Regions from separate parts of the Sus scrofa genome. Here region 1 is linked to region 2. The links are chromatin contacts, called in public promoter capture Hi-C maps. All regions are on one chromosome and are shown on one strand. Each heading gives the region's core, a stretch centred on a gene start, on an enhancer-like site or on the middle of the called end of the contact. The rest is flanking DNA. Distances are from core to core; before and after follow the strand shown. Region 1 holds the start of TTC33 (tetratricopeptide repeat protein 33). Region 2 holds the start of DAB2 (disabled homolog 2).

Region 1 (2,700 bases), core at 106-2,605, 970 kb before region 2:
CACTGAGCGAGGCCAGGGATCAAACCTGCAACCTCATGGTTCCTAGTCAGATTCGTTAATCACTGAGCCACGACGGGAACTCCTCACATGTGCTTTTAACTTGAGACATCATACTTCATTATATAGCAAAGTCACATTATCAGTATCTCTGATTTTGTCATACAGAATATTAAAAAGGAAATATGTACTTGGATTTTTTTTTTTTTTTTTTTTGTCTTTTTGACTTTTTGCCTTTTTTAGGGCCGCTCCTGTGGCATATGGAGGTTCCCAGGCTAGGGGTCTAATAGGAGCTGTAGCCACTGGCCTATACCACAGCCACAGCAATGCCAGATCTGAGCTGCCTGTTACCTACACCATGGCTCAAGGCAACGCTGGATCCTTAACCCACTGAGCGAGGCCAGGGATCGAACCCGCAACCTCATGGTTCCTAGTCGGATTCGTAACCACTGAGCCACTATGGAAACTCCTTGGATTATTTTAATAAAATAATTCTTACTGCTTCTCAAGGACATTGAGTGACAGCATTTTTTTTTTCTTTCTTACAGTAAATGCGATGCTTGCAATGACTGCTAGTACAGCTTGGTATCATTGCCTTGATGTGCTGAGGTGCTGGTGGTTTTAGCCATCATTGCTTTTCCACTCTCACTACAAATGTCAACATTGTGAAAAAGGCAAAGGATGCCTTTATGTTAGTATGAGAGTTTTGACTTTGAAAGGATCTGGACGACCCTGGGGGTCTTGGGATAAACTTTGGAGAATTATTGTCTCACATCAGTGATCCTCAATGGGGCAGAGGTGGAGGACCCATCTTTCTGCCAGAGACATTTGCCAACGTGTGGAGGGAAGCATTTTTGGTGTCACAAATGAAGGGGTGATAGTGGATGCTAATGGCAGCTAATGGGTAGAGACGGCGGATGCCCTTAAAACCCTGCAGCGCACGGGAGAGCCCCCCTTTTCCCAACAAATAATTATTCAGTTCGAAATGTTGCAGCATTGAAGTTGAGAAAATCAGGTCTAGAAAAATGATCTTCCTTTGCACAGACATTGAGATCGACCATCTTCATTTTTCAATTTCCTGAACACTTCCCTGAGTTAACGTGTCTCCATTTATTTATTTTCTGTCCTCTGCGACTGACCGACCTCATCAACTTAGTCTGTAAAGCACCCTCCCCAAACTGTTCTCATGCGCCTCGTCTGCTGACTGCATGGGTCGCCCGGTACCGCCAGGGCGGTTCTCTCCGCGCGCACACTCAGCTTGCGCAGCTGGTTTCCTGCACTACTGCGTTGTAGGCCCTCGTTTACCGCTAGAGGGCGCTCCCTGCATACCAGCCGCGGAGGGTCATGGGGTCGGTGCGGCCGCAGTGACTTCTGGGATTTGTGGTACCAGGGAAAAGACTGCGGCTGAGAAAGGCGCAGAGTCTCGGCTTGCCTGCTCCTTTCTCTGGAGAGTTCGGACACCCCAGGTCGGCGTGCCCCCTTTTTTAGAAGTCCCGCCACCAAAGGCAAGCAGGTAGGAGGTCGGGCATAATTTCCGTTTCCGGTGGGCAAAGGGCAAGCAGAATGTAAATACGAGACTGGAGAGCGATCATTAGGTAACACGGACTACCCGGTCCGTGGTGGAAGCCCGAGGAAGAGGAGGAAACGAGGCTGGTGGGTCTTGGGGTGACGGGGGGGAAAGAGCTTCAGAAGTCGGAGTTGAGACCCACCGCGGGTGTGACAGAACCGGGACGCTAAGGTTGGTCTTTAGGGACCAGCAAGTCTGGGTGTCCCGTTCTCCCTTGCGCCCGCGCCGAGGGCGGCTTCCGAGGCGGGTGGCGGGGGTTTGACCTGCCCTGAGCGGTGGGAGGGGCGGGAGGCGAGTTTGCTTTGCACCCTGGGAGGAAGGTTCCCGCGGCTGAGGGCGGGGCTGTGAACTCGCGGGTGACGTCCTGCCCAGCCTTTATGAACTTCGCACATTTTAATTGTTATGCAAAATAAATGGGAAGTCGCTATTACTAGTTTCTGTTTTGCGGTAACATTTTCGGGCAAATCCTTTCAAGAATTCCTCATTCTCTGAACCCAGCTCTTATCCGGAAGGGTGCTGTTTTGACTACTTGATTGTGTTTCTCAGGTTTCTGGCCTTGAGGGCTGCACCCACCGATGCCATGGAGAGAAGCCTTCCCTAGCCTGTGGCAGGGTAAAATGTCAAGGCGTCCACCGTCTTTGAGTGACTATCCCAGGGTTCATTGTATCAACAAAAGAATTTCGATGGCAGCATCGTTATCTAGAATTTTCGTGGCATTCCTTTATTACAATTCCGTGTAGAAGAAATTTGTGGAGCTACCGTCGTGGCTCAGTGGTTAACTAACCAGGCTAGTATCCATGAGGACACGGGTTGGATCCCTGGCCTCGCTCAGTGGGTTAAGGATCTGGCGTTGCGGTGAGCTGTGGGGTAGGTCACAGATTCTGCTCGGATATGGCGCGTTGCTGTGGCTGGAGCTTAGGCCAACAGCTACAGCTCGGATTCGACCCCCAGCCTGAGAACCTCCATATGCCGCGGGTGCGGCCCTCAAAACACCAAATAAATAAGTGAATAAGAAATTTGTGTTGTTTTATGAGTTTAACATAAAGTCCATATGATTATGACTTACCCATATGATTCCTTATCCTGGAGGGAAAATGTAAAGGCTAGGATGTTGGCACCTTGCCCATCCAACTGTA
Region 2 (2,700 bases), core at 45-2,544:
TGACAACTGGCCCTCTCTTTTGGGACCCAACTCTCCAGTCTTTATTCTGAGACCTACACAAGCAAGTGGAGGGGAAAATCACCTATTAGGGTGAGGAACAATGAAATCACTTTATGTAAGTATCTGGATATTGAGGAAAACAGGACCAGTTCTCAGGTTAGGCTCAGAAAACTATGAGAGAGAAGGTGATTTTATATTCCGACTCTACTCTCTTCCTTGAACCTATCTCCTCATGGACCTCACGATTTCCATCCTTGTTGGCCAAATGCTAGCTCACAGTGCTCTCATTTTGTCCCAGAGAGGCCCAGGTCTCCCCACCTATTGTCTCCCCAAAACCCTCCCTTCAACACCCACTGCCTCTGGCTTGAGCCTTCTGCCTCAACCTACCTTCTTCAAAGAAGCACTTCCCAATCACCAATGTCATCCCCATCATCAGGGCGTGGTTAGTTAACTGGCTAACTGTTCCCGCTAAAAACACTGTTCACTATAATGTTACTTTACTATCTTGAAATATTTAGATTTTGAATGAATGTCTCAGGGAGTTCCCTGGTGGCCTTTCAGGTTAAGGATCTGGCATTATCACTGCTATAACTTAAGACACTGCTATGGTGTGGTTTTGATCCCTGGCCCAGGAACTTCTGCATGCCATAGGACGTGGCCAAAATAATAATAACAATGATAAATGAATGTCTCAGATGGAGAATACCTTCGTATCCAAAAAGCAGTCTCTTACATAAGCCAGTTGAGGGAGATGTTCTTAAGCAAGGAAAACAATTAGGAGTAGGTCTTAAACCCAAGCCATGCAGGCAAGTTCTCAGTGTGTTAGCCCCCATCTCAGCCACTTCCTAACAGAGTATGTGAAGTGTGTCCTATGCTGTTTCCTGGTCTGCACAGATGATACCAAACACCATTCTCTTATCCTAGAAATACATTTTAATGAGAGTAGCACATTCAGAGCCAGAGACCAGTGCCTGAACATTCCAGAACCTATAATGATCATGCTGCGTGCTACAAAACTTCTGATGGTGTCAGTTCCCTTGCTGTAATACTCTCATACCCACTGACAAACTTTCTAAGTCATTGTTTTTGATGGGAATAGAAAGGCAGAGAAAAAGGTGACTCTGGACCAGCACTGGGTTGGTAGATAACAGTATATCTGGCCTCAGCTTGAGATGCAAGATGTCTTTCACCCACCAGAGCATCAGCGCCCTGGATTGAGGCAATTTTTTTTTTTTTTAACTCAGTGATTCTAACATCTGCCTCTTGGGTGAATAAATAACCCAGCACCTTCCTTCCAGTGGCATCAGGTCACACAGTAATCTTCATCACACCATCTTCCACAGGCACAGAGAGGCAGAGGCCTCCTACGGCCACAGCACCCAGATTTTCTGCTCTAAATAAGCCGTGCATCCAGTTGGACCTGAAAATATATTGCCTGCAGCCAGTTGCTCCTGAGCCACTGCTGAAGTCGTGCAACAATTATCAATCCAGCAAGGCTAAAAGACAAGTCACCTGGAGGCCTGGTTACTCTGTGGCTTGGCAGCTCTACCACCACATCGGTGCCACTCTGCCTTGGACTCTGTGGGACTTTTGGCATCAGATTCCCTTCCACGGAAGGAAGAGACAGTCACTGCTTCTACCACAGGTGAGTTAAAAGGCATCTGTTTTTGAATAAATTTCGCCCAGTTTGCATGGAGGGAGGCAAGATCGAGAAAGCTGAGCTGAGCTGAGAGAGGCTGGGATGCTTGGGCTGACTTGGCAGATGACAGGTTTTGTTACAGATTTCTAAAATAATGTTGCTTTAAGAACAGAAAGAAAGCCCAGCCAAGAAACATCAACAGTAAGTTTTCCTTCTTTTTCCCCCCGAAGATATGCTGAAGCCAGGTTTAATTTTATGTCAGGAAAGAATTCCCTCCTGAGACTTTCCTGGCTACGGTTCAGTTGAGGATAATGTTTTCCAGCCATGCTTCCAGAGCCCCTCAAAGACTGAAGGGAAAACGGCAAATAGGCACGAAGCCTCACTTTGAAGCAGCAGGGGGAGCTGTTATGATAAAGAAACTGGGTGGTTTCTTCTTGGTCGGAGGTTATTTCAGAAATTCAGGCAACGTTCTCTACATTTTATTTTCAGCACCGGGGAGTACCTAAAGAATAAAATATTTACAGATGCTAGCAGATTTTATACCTCTGACTTTAATGCAAAGACTTCATGTTATATTTTACATCAAAAGGGAAGAAGTTGCTAGCATCTGCAATGCGTGACTATGCCGTGATTACTTCCATCAGCATGTAATAAAGCATAGCTCATTCGATATATTGCAATTCCAAAGTCCCTGATGGAAGTGGATGTTTAATGTTGGACTTCCAGGGCATAAAAAAGAGCCATTGTTACAACCTCACAAAAATTTACCTACCCTCACCACATAAGGCATCTCAGTTCTGCCCAGTAATTATTTCTGTCCAGTAATTTTGGTTTTCAAATTGCTTGAGCCCATTTAAAAACTGAGAGAGAGAAAGGTAGGGAGGCCAGACTCACTACTTATCTTTAGAAACAGCCTTTCTTCCATTTCTTATTGGGTTGTTTTGAAGTCCTACTTACAAACGCACAATGTGACTTCGCACAGAGTTAAGAATTAGATGACTATGTTATTTGTTGCTATATGTATTATACTATGCTACTTGCTACTATATGTTACTATGAAA

What was found. Promoter capture Hi-C pulls out the DNA fragments that hold promoters and counts their contacts.
Region 1: a contact with region 2 is called in a promoter capture Hi-C map of fetal liver, with 3 times the contacts expected there. The contact joins the promoter of TTC33 here to the promoter of DAB2 in region 2. A contact is called at or near these places in 2 of 5 promoter capture datasets (fetal liver and fetal skeletal muscle) and 1 of 2 datasets of contacts at active chromatin or transcription factors (alveolar macrophages).

What each region holds. Positions count from the first base shown.
Region 1 is chr16:25,740,617-25,743,316 of Sscrofa11.1, reverse strand. It overlaps TTC33 (tetratricopeptide repeat protein 33), which reads left to right and starts at 1,355. Exons shown (of 5, transcript XM_021076656.1): 1 at 1,355-1,510.
Region 2 is chr16:24,775,531-24,778,230 of Sscrofa11.1, reverse strand. DAB2 (disabled homolog 2) reads left to right here and starts at 1,294. Exons shown (of 16, transcript XM_021076650.1): 1 at 1,294-1,645. All of the region lies in intron 2 of LOC102163534 (a long non-coding RNA gene), which reads right to left.